Regions from separate parts of the Mus musculus genome. Here region 2 is linked to region 1. A link is a contact called in public Hi-C data. All regions are on one chromosome and are shown on one strand. The core of a region is the stretch at or near the end of the contact, and the rest is flanking DNA. Distances in the headings are between cores, read along the strand shown.

The links. Hi-C and Micro-C count contacts between places; a contact is called where the count stands out from the background.
Region 2: a contact with region 1 is called in a Hi-C map of the MNK3 cell line, with 2.6 times the contacts expected there. The contact joins the promoter of Cep41 here to the enhancer-like site in region 1. A contact is called at or near these places in 9 of 39 promoter capture datasets (the 3T3-L1 cell line, 3T3-L1-derived adipocytes, cranial neural crest and 5 more), 1 of 15 datasets of contacts at CTCF or cohesin (CD8 T cells), 3 of 484 Hi-C or Micro-C datasets (the 3T3-L1 cell line, 3T3-L1-derived adipocytes and the MNK3 cell line), 4 of 115 datasets of contacts at active chromatin or transcription factors (the HPC-7 cell line, embryonic limb bud, embryonic stem cells and 1 more) and 3 of 9 other capture datasets (adipose tissue, liver and pancreatic islet).

Annotation. Positions count from the first base shown.
Region 1 is chr6:30,652,600-30,659,426 of GRCm38.p6, reverse strand. Cep41 (centrosomal protein 41) reads left to right here. Exons shown (of 11, transcript NM_031998.3): 7 at 503-654; 8 at 1,003-1,070; 9 at 2,015-2,129; 10 at 2,733-2,948; 11 at 3,577-5,970. The coding sequence ends at 3,725. Among named protein-coding and RNA genes, the nearest start is that of Gm13782, 12 kb to the left of the region's middle. Within about 2 kb of position 2,671, at least 45 of the 459 cell types and tissues checked have an H3K27ac peak or open chromatin away from gene starts, as enhancers often do. A contact at or near this core is called in the MNK3 cell line, where this site is marked.
Region 2 is chr6:30,690,289-30,697,115 of GRCm38.p6, reverse strand. It overlaps Cep41 (centrosomal protein 41), which reads left to right and starts at 3,367. Exons shown (of 11, transcript NM_031998.3): 1 at 3,367-3,479. The coding sequence starts at 3,447.

The DNA.
Region 1 (6,827 bases), core at 1,422-3,921:
TAGTCTGTCCACATTTGACCAGATTGTCTTCATATGGTCCAAGACTGTACATGAAACATGTAAAACATTGCTGATACTTTATATTGTGTTTAACATAGAAATCATTTGCATTTCTCTTGTTCTGCAAACCTTATTCTCCGTGCATTTATCCTGCTGGGTTGACTGTCCTCTCTTTCCTTCTCTAAATGTTACCTTTGTTGCTGAGGGCAGCACAAGCCCTATAATCTGTACTCCCCAGTCCTTCAGTGACTTGGCTTCATTCTCTGAGTGAGGAGAAGAGTAGGTACACAGTAACCCCAACTTGGGGTCCAGGAGTGGAACAGCATCTACAGTCCTGCCTTCTGGGCAGAACTGAGGCACTCTGCCCATTTCCTTTTTCTTTGGGGTGCTCTTTGAAAAGACCAGGCTTTCTCATCTTTCCATTCTGAAGACATGCATTTGATCTCTAAACCTCTGACCCCTGATTTGTTTCTGGTGAACACTTTTTTTTTTCTGCTGACAGCGTCATCAGTGGCGTTGGGGAACTGGATGTAGACAAAGGGCTCGTAAAGAAAGAAGAACCCAATGGCAAAGACAAGCCTTATCCGGACTGTCCCTTCCTGCTGCTAGATGTTCGAGACAGAGATTCTTATCAGCAGTGTCACATTGTCGGGGGTAAGAGAGAAGGGGCCCCTATGTCCCAGAAGCAGAGCCTAGCCTCATTCCAGGAAGTGTAATGCTAGCACGGGGTCAGCAGTCAGGAAAGCCGTGCCGGCTCCATCATGGAAACCCTTGGAGTAAGCACCACTGTGACCTCTAAGAGTAGCTGACTATGCCTCCCGGGCCCAGGGCACAGTGCAGTGAGCAATGCCATCGGCCTTCCTCCTCTGTCATGCAGCCCTTTTGCTTTTCTTTCTTTCATGAAATATTAAGGTGTATTTTGGCTCATGGACTTTGAGCTGGGAAGTGGGGTCAGACTGTAAGAGAGCTCTAGGCTTTCTGATTGTGTTCTTCTCTTTGTAGCTTACAGTTACCCCATTGCAACTCTATCCAGGACAATGAACCCCTATTCAAATGACATTCTTGAGTACGTATCCTTTGATGTATTCTAAGGCATTGGATGTTACCGAGATTTTAAGACACAAACTTAGTCAAGACTCAAACTTAGCCATGAGCCATGTTCTTAGTGTGAAAACTGCAAGGGACCTTTGGCACTAACCAGGTTAGTATATTTAGATTTTGGGTTCCTAGCAGCCACTGAGCCTCCTAACCATTCAGACAGGTCCTTTTAACTCATGCTTCGCTCTACCAGCTGAGCGTGTATAATCTGTTGAAAACCCTGAGACTATGGTTTCTCTGGAAAACTTGCCCAAATTAAACTTAAGAAGTAAAGATTTTTCTATTTTCTTTTAAATGTTTTAATTTTTTTCACTCATAAAAATCATACAAGTAGGAAAAATACTGAAAGTGTTAAAAAAAAAAAAAAGTAAACTGTCCTGTTATCAGACAATTGAGTGTCTGCTGCTACCACCACGCTGAGATATTTTGTTTTAACTAGTCTCTATATGTGTGCGTATGATTTGTCTTGAGAAAATTCATGTTTGTGATTTCCCCGTGCTAATGTAAGCTGTCTGGGAGCCCCAGTTTTGACAGTGTGTAGTATCTCTTTGTGAGATCTACTTCGGAAACTGCCCCTTGATTTTGGAAGGTCAGGTGGATCTATTGTACTGTGGTAAGGAAGCCTTCCTTCAATGGTGTATTTGACAAAGGAACTGAAAATGGAGGCTATAACTTTTCCTTTCCAGTATTGTAAAGGTAAAAGGGTAAGAAGGTGTCAAGTCTACAACTCATGCTGTCAGGACTTGAGTCACCGTGGGTCCAGAAGCAGAGCGGCCATGCCTCATGTGGTTTCTGTGACGAGGTAACCGTGGTAAGAATGAGGTCTGTGTCCCTGCACTCTGCAGGAGGAGCCTTGGCTGCTCAGTGTTGTCCTGTAGCATTAGCTCTGTGGTTGGAACCTTAACTCACCTCACAGAAGAACGCCCACGGCAAGATCATCATCTTATACGACGAGGACGAGAGGCTGGCCAGCCAGGCGGCCACCACCATGTGTGAGCGTGGGTTTGAAAACCTCTTCATGCTTTCCGGGGGTGAGCAAAGTTGCAGTCTGTCTTACAGGTTGGGTTTCTACACTCAGCTGCCCTGCAGACCCACACTGCCTCCTCCAGCGCTCAGTGCTAGGACCTGAGTGCCAGGCACAGAGAAAGCTTTGCTCTCTGAGGGAACTGGAGTCAAGGGAAATGTTCTCTGCTTCTGTCTGCACGTTGGCTGGGTTTTGTTTTGCAGGGAAATGGAAAGTTCATTTTTTTTTTCACTGTAAGCTTTGTTGATTTGAGGCTTTTATGGTTTTTGAGAAAGGATCTTGCTACATAGCCCAGGCTGGCCTCAAACTCTTAATCTTCCTGCATCAGCATCCTGACTGCTAGGATTAAGGCAGGCACATGTTTTTAATTCCTAAGATAACAGCATCACTGCAGGGTTCTGTAAAAATGCTAAAACTTGAGCAAACAATTTCCTATGGAATTCTCAGCTGAATTCCATTTCTAGTTTATTTGTTGACACAGCAGTAAAGGATGATTTCAGATCTCTAGCCTGGTGGTGAAGGGCTAGAAGACACAACACACAGGCCTCTTCCAGCTTTGCTGTGGCCTCACTATGTTAATCCTGCCTTTCCTGGTGTTCTCCTATGATAGGTCTGAAAGTCTTAGCTCAGAAGTTCCCAGAAGGACTGGTCACTGGTTCCCTGCCAGCCTCTTGCCAGCAGGCCCTCCCTTTTGGTTCTGTCCGGAAACGACGTGGCCCCAAAATGCCAGCCCTGCCAGCTGAGAACAAGTGGAGATTTACCCCAGAAGACTTAAAAAAGATAGAATGTTACCTGGAAGAGGACCAGGGACCAGCAGACAACCCTAGTAAGAGACTCTGACCTTTGTTTGTGTGGAGCTGAGCTGTGCTCCTTTGAATATCCCTTGTCACGTGAAAAATAGCTTTCTATCCATGCTCTTAAAGTGCTTGGGGCTCTGTGCGTCACACAGGTACTGGGGGAGGGGCGGCACTGGTATTGGCAAGCATTGGGTGTTGAGAACAAGCATGGGGAGCCTGTGTCTTAGGCAGAGAGGACACACGAGGTCTGGGCACTCAGGTTCCTTCCTGGGAGACTCCCTCCAGTCTCTGCTTCTGGGTTTGCTTAAAGCCCTGCCCAGAGGCCCTGCCTTGCCTTCCTGTCTTTGCCTTCTGCCTCCTCTTCTCTCTCTCTCCTCAGTCACCCCTCAAGAAAGGGGTGAGAGACCAGGTTTGTTGAGGATAAGGAAGGGGAAGAAAGTCTCTCCGTCCCCACCCTTGTTCCCAGCACCAAGCTGATCTCAGGGATGAGCAGGAGGTCACCCCTGGCCCACAGGGGATGCTGCACCCCGAGGGCTTCACTGGCATAGCAGTGGCCACAGACTCAGCAGCAACATTAGCTTAAAAGTGGTCTTGGCTGACTTTCCTTGGAGACCCGTCTTGCGGCCCTGCTCCCTCTCTCTCTCTTGCTCCTTTCAGGCCGACTGAACCAGAATAACTCTGCTGGAAAAGACTCGAAGGTGGCTGCTTGCCGCGGTGGCCAGAACCTGCCCACCAGCTGTCCTGCCAGCCACTCGAGCCCCCGCACGCTCACCAGCGGTCACCTGCAAGGCAAACCCTGGAAGTGAAGGCCTGTGTTGTTTACTCAAATAAATGCCCCCCTCCTTTCGGAACCCTCAGCGCTCCCAACTTGGTCCTTTTCAGAACTGCTGTAGAGAAACAGCCATGCTACACGGGCTGGACCAGGCCCACTTGTCCGTCTGCAGCTCCACTCCCTTCACTCAGGAAGGAGTCTGACAGATGACCACAAAAACCAGAGGCTTGGCAGGCTCTAGTTGCCCTCCATTGTTTACAGAAGATTCATGTCTTTTGAAATTGAATAGGAAAAAAGAAAGATACTTTCTTTTAAATAAGGTCCAGCCTGTTTGGTCTGTAACCAGTGTTGTTCTGTAAATAATTCAGTCACATCTGCTGGTGTGTTCTTCCCAGCTAGCTTTTTTCATTCACTGTTGATTCATGAAAGATTCTCCAGGTGGGCCTGGAATTGGCCGCTGTCCCCACAGGTGCAGATGAGTTCTTGGTTTCTGCAGCCCACAGTCCTCACACTGAGTCTTAGCTCGCTCTGGAGGCTGCAGGCTCTGCTGGGCATTTGAAGCTGAGGGGTGGTCTGTGAGCATGGGTGCATCTTGCTGGTTTAGCAGAGAGGCTCTGTGCAAAATGATCCTCTCCTTAAATGGTTTCCTGGGACCACAAAGATGTGTGTTCAGCTTTCCTCACCAGAAGGAGGGCCCAGTACAGGAAGACCCCAGCAACCTGCGGGTCTGTGCTGAGAGCCTTGGAAGGCCACCACAGCTGTCCCCTTCATAATGAGCCTTATATCAATTAAAATTTCCCATTGCCTGATGTGAGTCCAGCTATGTTAAAGGGATAGAAATCACAGTCATTTGAAAGCATCAGCTTCACACGGACAAGGGGACACACAGGTGAGGGGGACTCAGGAGTCCTTTGTCGGGGCTGACAACCCCTTAAGCCCTTGCTTAAAAATACAGTATTAGTCTAATTGAGTAATTAGTGCAATTTCCTGCTTGCTTTTCATTCTCAGACTGAGCTGTGATTAGGAGGCTGTGATTATAGATTCTGGTTTTGGCCGGAATTTTGAATCGGCATTAATTGAATTGCTAGATGACTGACATCCATTCTATTTAATTGGGGGAACAAAAGACCTCAGGTAAGGATGAGGCCCATGAAGTCAGAGGGAAGGACGAGCCTTGTTAATTTTTATGGTCTGTGATCGTAGCTGTGATAAGGGACTAAAGAATAAATTGTGCTCTTTGTCATGGCAACCAGCTTCTGAAAAGCCAGCTGAAAATTGCCTACCCTTAGGTTACTGCTGCTGGGTGAGAGTCGCCTTAACAGTGCTATTTTCTCACCACTTTAGGAAAAAAAGAAAAAGGCAAAGGCCCACAGTATTTCTAGCAGGGAGGCTGTGTTTGTAAGAGAAATAAACGTAATAAATATCTCATGGAGACATATGGAAAAATAACTCAGTCAACCCAGCCCCGCTTCAGAGTATGTTTATTCTTCTCCACTTGATTTCCAGAGTGCAACATTTTCCAATGCTTTAGAAATCAAACAAACCAGGGACATTGTTCAGATGTCAGGCCGTGCCCAAATTTCCACAAGATTCAAGAATCGTGTATAAAATTCAGCCAACGTACACATAGCTTTAATGAGGAGCCTGTCGTGTTTCCCCATAAATTTATTGCCTGAGAGCTTGGTTCAGCCTTTTGCTAATGCCAACATGCACTGGCTTTTTATTTTCTTTACAGCATAGATCAAAAAATGCAAATTTTTCCACACTCAACTTTCCCCTAGCATGGACAAGATTTTCAGTCATCTTTGACACGTATACATTTGTAATGAAAATACCTTTCCTCGGTGACAGAGTTCTGGTTTGCCAGTTTAACATCAGCCAGTCAGGAGGTAGACCTCTACACCCAATTCTGTTTTGGAAGTCTCTGTCTGTTCCTGATCTGCATTCCCACCAATGGATGTTAGTGTTGGAAATGACTGTATATACGTACAGAGACTGTTTCGGCAAAGCTGTTAGAATTGCTGTGTATTTACTGGCGTGGTCTAGCAGGCTGAATGTATTTCCATGTGTTTCTCCATAGCTCTTTGCCCTGTTGGCAAGAGTCTCAAACTTCAAGAGAGCCGACCCCTTCTGCACTCAGTGTTCCTCTCCAACACTGTTGCTTCCTAACGTTCCACTTTACCAGTTTCTTCATTAGATTATTTGACATGTATTATTTAAATGATCAGTGATACTTTGTGCAATTATGAATGTTGAAGATTAAAGAACGTAGTTACTAATTTGTCGTTTGCTATTAATGTGCTGAAACCTGCCAACTTCTCCCTTCCTTTCTGTCAGAATGATTTGGGGGAGCCCCGGGAGACTAGAGTGATTTGAAAATGTACCTCTCTTTACTGCATTTCCCAGAAAGGCGTATGTTCTTTGCATCAGTGAATCTGGAAATCATTCCAGTTTAGAGCAAGAGACCATAGCTTTCTAGTCGGGAGACCCATGCTTTTCCTGGAACCCAGGCAGGACCGGATTGCTACCTTGGCTGACTATCTCATGGCTTTTGTGTCGGTTGTGTTGGGGACTAGCTTGCCCCCTTGTCTGGAGCCTTGTGCGCTCTGTGAGATACGTGATATCCTTAGGCCAGTGTCTCGTCAATAAAATGTTTATCAAGGGGTATGTGTTTAAGAAAGGGAGGCCATTTAAGGGGGTACAGGCTATTTAAGAGGTCAGGCAGGAAGGAAGCCAGGAGACAAAGGAGGGAAGATAGAAGAGAGGCAGGAAGTGGCGGGAGAGAGGAAGGAAAAAGCTACAGTGTTCATTCAAAAAGGGGGGGGGGGAACACATCCTGGGCTGTAACCTCAGGCTGGCTCTATTGAAAATCTGTGGAATGAGTAAATAGCCTAGAAGTGATTTTCTTTTTTCTTTCTCTGTGGTGGGAAGCCAGAGCCGGGCAGTCATATTGGACTTGGTGTAAGCAGGAATTAGAATAAATAATGTCCGTTAGTTGCTCAGGGAGTTTTTCCTGTGGTGCTGTTTAAATTCTACAGAACTTAAGACATTAAGCTACTCAGACACAAACAGAACAAAACCAAACCCTCCTCCTCTTGCTCCCTTGGGGAATATAAGTTGTCAGGCTCCTGGTCTG
Region 2 (6,827 bases), core at 2,118-4,617, 37 kb before region 1:
ATTATTCTGATTATTTCCTTTTGTAAAATTCTTAGGATATTAAGATTTAAGGATTTCTTTTGTAGTTCTTATTGAATTACTCAACAGGTCACACTTCTTTATATGCACATTAGCAGTATCCAAAGGTGTTTATTTCATGAACTACTGGGCACTATATGGTTAACTTTTTTTAAAAGTATCTTGTCGGTCAGTTGAAAAATGAGACAGCTCTTTGCCTTGTTAGACACACCAATGTTTACTGAATGTTATCGTCCATGGATTATCATTTGATAGCACTTAGCTATTTTTCATAGTGAGAGTAAACACCTTCCTTTAATGTTGATCCAGTTTTGACACCGTAGGATCTGAAAGGAATCTTGATGCTAAAAGCCTTTTGGTTTGTAGCTTGACACCACCAAGGAGTCCATGGAGGCCTGCGATGGAAGCGAGGTGTGGCTCTTTCTGGGCAGAGGCTCTTCAAGAACCTTTGGGCTCTTCTCCATCAGAATCCAGGGGATGGAGAAGAACCATGTGTTTAAATTGCTCCATCCCAGTAACAAGGTAGCCTTAGACTGAAGAATACACACTTCCATAATCTTGCTATATGCCATGTATGCTGCCCTAATTTGATAAACACAATGACCATGAAGGCCAATAAACTTTATATTTCCATACCCCCTGGAACAAGAGTTTAAAAACAGTCTTACAATATGCTGGACATTACATTTTCTGTTCTTGGAAATTGGATTGTTGGTCTGTACCCTTATGAATGCGTTATCACCCACCCATTTGCTTGATTTCCAAGTTGAAAGCTTTATAGCTGCCCTTGCCATAGCCCAGGTTCTCATCTTGCTTACCCCACTTCATGGACCTCTATCGCTTCACCTATAGCCTTCAAGTTTCTCCTTTCTTCCTTTCCTCCAACCTCTGGGCTTTGGCCCCTTCTTATTCCTTTTCTCCCTCATTTAGTCTCTGAGTATGCTTGCGTGTGTACATGCATGGAAGTCACAGGACAACTTGCAAGTAGTTGGTCCTCCCCTCCCCTTCCACCATGTAGGTTCCAGGGATTGACCTCAGGTCACTCACTTTGGCAGCCAGGACCTTGACAACAAAGCCATCCCACATGTCCGTTTCCAAATTTTCTACCCATAATCCCTATGGTCACTTTGAAGTGGAAATGTAAGGGTTCTCTGAGAAGTCATTTGGATGGTGTTTTGCTATGACAAACACGTGAAGGAAAGTTTCGTTAAAGTGGACACAGGTGGGAAAGGCTAAGGCCGATTCATGAGGGAACTGTGTCTAAAGCAGACACAGGAGAGAGGATGTTCTAAAGCAAGTGCATAAAAGGACAGGTGATGAAGGATTCTTTGCTAACAACACGCATGTATCGGTCTGCTTTACATTGTGTTGTTGAGCTACATTGTATTGTTGATCTGCATTTGTTCGGACACAGTAGAGAAAAATGCACCAAAAAAAACCCTTCTGGTGGTGTGCTGCAGTTTGTTGCGGCTTCCAAGGACTGGGGCTGACTGGATGCCTGTGCTTTAGGCAAGCGTCCTGCTGAGGTAAGACGTGTGCTGAGGCAAGGCACGTGGAGGACACTTGATGTGTGAAAGGCATAAATGGGACTCCAAGGAATGACGGAGACAGAGCCCGGCTTGCTCATACAGTTAGCTGTGCAACACTGGTGGGTCTCGGTGGTCTTTGCTGGCCTTCACTTTCCTGAGAGAGGCACAACAGAGAACTTCTCCTTGGGTTCCCGATGGTCCCTCCTGCTGACTCAAGTTGAGGCTGGGGCCAGGCTGTCTCTGCTAGGTCTTGTCACCACTGTTGCTAAGCCAACTTTACCGAACTGGACCCCTGGTGTATCCGTGAGGTATTTGCAACTAGATCAAGCTGCCGCTGCCTGCTAACCTGTGAATTGAACTGCCGATTTCCAGACAACACTGAGTTGCTCCAAAGAACCTTTCTAAACAGGTCCATTTCCCACATATCCTTTCTTTTCTACTACCTCTGGTGGGGTGGTGGGCTACAAGGAAGGTTAAAGCATTTAAGAACCATCGTTAATAATAGGATTTGAAAAAAAAATTAAAGCTAGAGTTACTCCAACTCCAAGCTGCACAGGGGTTCGCTATGCAAAGATGTGATAAATACACCCTATCTACTCCCTTCTAACCTTTGCAGCCCCCAATCCTTCATTCTAATAGAATGATGAGTGGGAATTTTAGAAGGGTTAAAGACTAGACATGGTAAAGGGATTTAAGATAAACCTTGGTAGGTATTAAACACTAAACACAGTACAAGGGGCAGTTAGGACAATAGTCCAAGATCCTGGAGGTCCAGTCTGAATGACTTGATCCAAGATACGGCCCTAAGAGCAGGTTCCTGAAGTTGCTATGAGGCACGACAGGGTATGAGAGACCACGTTGTTGACTAGGTCATCTGCGTAGACCCTGCCATAGTTCACATGGATGTTGTTATTAACACAGAGCTAGCCAGTATGAACAAACCAATGGAACCTTTCTCTATTCCTGGAAAAAAAAACGACTTAGAGCACAGGACAAAGGGTTACTGTGCTGTTTCTTCCCTGTAAAATGAAATAGTAATTTTGATGGATTTGGTGGGACATTTAGGAGCCAAGTCAAACTGTGTGGGTAATTGTTTTGTAAAGGTGCTAGGACTTAATTTTCAGATCTGGAATGAGAACAGGTGGTGGTTGGTGGCAGGAGTTACAATGGTTTCCATGACAACGGGATCGGATTTTAGTCATCTTTCCCATCCTCCACAAAACATACTGCCGCTTTCTTCATAAGGTGCTTATTAAATACTTGTTAAATGAATGATGAACCACTGAACGGTGTGTGCTCTTTGCAATTAAGGTTGCTGTTCTTTCGCTAGACTAAAAGCTTTTAGAGCAACAATAATTACTGTGTTTACTTATGATATTTTGCATAATTTGCATAATAACTTAAGACCTGAACATAATAAACTATGCACTCTCGTTCCAGTTGAACATCCCTGGCCCAAATCATGTCCTTTGCCGTGGAAGAAGTAGCCCCGATGTTTGGTTAGAAAGACTTTACAAAGGGTTGGGGGGACCTGTGGTGAATTTGTGTTCTCTCTCCAGCCTGAGGCCAGACCCTCCCCCCCCCCCCCTTCTCAGGTCTGCGCAGGCGCCGGAGCCCCTCCCCCTTCCTTCCCGCGCTCAGGCAGGAGCTGGGCGCCAGGATCCAAGCTGCGCTAGCGGGCGTCCCGCGTTGCCCTTGGCAACCATTGAGCAGCTTTTTTTGCTCTCCCCGCCCGGGCCGAAGCAGTAAACGGAGCTTCTATTGGCTGGCCTGGGCAGCCGAGCCAATCGGAAGAGAGGTTACAGGGAGGCGGCTGAGTGGGGGCTGGAGGGGGGTAGGAAGCTAGATTAGTAGCCAGACGTGAGGCTAGAACCCCGAGCGTGGTCGGTTGGAGCAAATATGTCTGCCCGGAGGCACATTGGGAATCCTGAGGTGAGGGCCAGGTCCGGACCCGAGAGCCGGAGGGGGCGGGCGCACCGGAAAAGGCGCCACGTGGGCAGGGACGAACAGCCGGCCACTTCCGCCGCCCGGAAGGCGGGAAGTGGCCAGCGTGAGGAGGGGGCCGAGCGCAGGGCCTGGGGCGGGGCAGGCCGAGGCTCCACGTCAGTGGCACCCGCCGGTGCCGGGCGTGCTCGCCCCACAAAGACCCACCGGACACCGACGTTCGAGGCTTGGAGGAGCCAAGTACATAAAGACACAGCCCCTGCCCTCAAAGAGTTTACAGTCTAGGAGTGACACCTGCAAACAAAGTAAAAATCAAAGACCCCCAAAACATGGAAGGAGGTGAAGGGGCCCATCACTTCTGAGTTGGGGTACCCCAGGCCAAGCCGCCCTTGCAAAGGGAGCAAAATAGGGCCCTTTGTTCTCCTTTACCCTCAGTGCCCTTGTGCATTTGTAGCAGTTTAATGTCACCCAGTGTTATTTGACCCTTACCAAACAAGTAACCAGACCTACAAAGAGAACGACAGAGTCTCTACAGTAGAGTTCAGTCTAGTGATGGAAATTGGTGAGCTTCGGGAGAGAGATGGAGGAGGAAAGACAGCACTCAAGCTGAGAGAAGGAGGGGCGTTCTTGAGCTGAAAAGGCCCCAACCCATCAAGGCCACTCGTGAGTCAGGTGAAGAGCTTGCTAGAACAGCCTGTGTAAAGCCAAGGAGAGCTTCAACTCCGACCAAGTCCCAGTAGGAGTCTACAGAACAAAAGGCAATTTGAGAGGGGCCTTCTGCACCTTCATAGCAAACACCAGTTGTAGGTCTTGGATTTCTTGTTGAATGCCTGGTGTCGGAAACTGTGGCATGTGTATTGGAGTGCCATGATAGTAATGTCTGTTATTTTGGTGGGGTTTTTTGTTTGTTTGGTTGTTTTTTGTTGTTGTTGTTTGGTTGGTTGGTTGTCTCTGAGACAGTCTCACTATGTAGCTCCAGCTGTCCTGGAACTCACTATGTGGACTAGGCTGGCCTCAAACTTAAAGAGATCCACCTGCCTCTGCCTCATAGATACTGGAATTTAAAGGCATGTGCCGCCACTACTAAACCTTGATAGTGATGTGTAAATATTACACAGTGTCACTTACATTTGGAGTCTAAAGTCCAACTCAGTGAAGTAGAAATTAGAATAATGGTCACCAGAAGTTAGGGATATAGCGTCTGGGACAAAGAGATGCTGGTCGCAGGGTAGAAAGTTTGTTAGGAGAACTAAACTTTTGAGATGGCACAGGAGATGACACAGCAGGGTGACTAAAATATAAATTTAATGTACATCTCAGATTAGCCAAGAGAACATTCCAAACCTCTCCTCACAACAAGGGAGGTAATGACGATATTTACTAACTTAATAATTGCACAGTGTGTGCATGTCAACCTTTTTTTCCTAGAAATAAATTATGTTTTGTCAACTAAAATAATATCAATATTAGATGCCTGTGATGGGGTGGGCTGGGTAGTTCAAGATTGGGAATACCATTATCCTGCCTACTGGTCAGCACGCAAGAAGCTTCTAAGGAGTTTTAGTCATGTGCTCAGACTTGCATTTTAGGCACCATCATAGCCACACTGTGGTGGATGGAGTTGGACAGGCTGTGTCGAGGAGCGGAGACATTGATGAGGTGGTTATGTTGCCATATGTCTGAACTGATGCTAGGAAGTCGGGGCAGAATGAAAGAGAACTATTAGGTGTAAAACCCACCATCAAGCATGATCGCCCTTGAGAGAGGGCATCAAGGCAGATGACTTCCATCCCCAGCTGGGACCATTCATGGGCTCTCCTGAAGGAAGCCGGAAATATAGGACAAAGAGTCCGTCAGAAGAGGAAGGATGTAAACACTTGCTGTCTTTACTGCCTTCTTTGAGTGGAGGGCCACTTCCAGGAATTCTTGAGAAAGAATGCATATGTGTTTTTGTACCCAAAATATCCTATCTAAAACTGTCTCCATTCTACATTCTTATTCTTCTTTTTTTTCCCCTGAGTGTGTGGCTGAAGATAGATTTCATGGTTGGAAAACAACATCTTGAAAACATTGTGCTGTGACCCAGCAGCCAGTGTGTCTGTAGAAAAATCCAAAGCCATCCTGTTGCTTTGTGACTTGTTGTTCCTTTCAGGAAGCTTCATTTTGTTCCCTGTGTTAGAACATTTCACAAAGGATTCCTTGTTATGGCCTGTTCTCATTCACTTTGATAAACACCAGAACCTTATATCTTTCTAGTCTGTAAATTTTTTCTTGAGTTATTTTACAGTTGACTTCATTTCCTCCACCCTCTTTCTCGGGTTCAGCATTTTGATATTATACCCATATAAACTGGTTCTGATTTTTTTCCACTTCTATCTCCTATTTTTGTCTTTCTGCTTTAAGAAATTTAAGTTTATGTTGGGTGATGGTGGCTTACACCTTTTATCGCAGCCTGATCTAGAGTGAGTTCCAGGACAGCCAAGGCCCTGCCTTGAAAAACAGGGAGGGAGAGAAGGAGGGAGCACACACTGTATTTTCTAATTCTTGTATTGATTGTAGTTTCTGCTGTGTTTGTGTGTGTGTGAGAGAGAGAGAGCCTATATGTGTGTGTGAGTATATGTATATATGTGTGAGGGTACATGTGCAGAATCCATGTATATAGGTATTTGTGTAAGTGTATGTATGTATATGTGTGTGAGTTTTATGTGTGTGGGTATATGTGCAGGATCCACATATATGGGTATTTGTGTATATGTAGGTCAGCAACCTTGGGTACTCCCCGCAGATGCTGTTGACCCTGGGTTGTGTTTGTTTGCTTGTTTGTTTTTGAGACAGAGTTTCTCACTAGCTTGGAATTCAGTCGGGCTAGGCTGGCTGACCATACGTCTCAGAACCATCTATCTCTGTCTTTTTAGCACTGGGATATCACCCCAGCCTTTTCACATGAGTTCTGGGAACCGAGGTTAGATCCTCATGCTTGCCCAGCCATCATTCTTCTGAGATGTCTCCCAGACCCCCATCATTTTCATTTTTAAGAGCTATTTTTTCCCTCTGATGTTCCTTTTTTAAAGGCGTTATTTTTATAGATTTGCAGAAAGGTGTTAAAATAGTACATAGGTCTCTTGTTCCCTTTAGTCAGCTTTCCACAGTGTAGTACACCATCAGAACTAGAGTATTAAAGCTTGTACAACTTGTGTATAGTTGTAGGCTATCTCACCACCTGTGTGCATATGCACAGAGCTACTGTTACTTCATTACCACAATAGCTCCCTCATGGCACCTTTCCCAATCACACCCGTTTTCCTCTCTTACTGCTCTCATCCTTGGCAACCACAA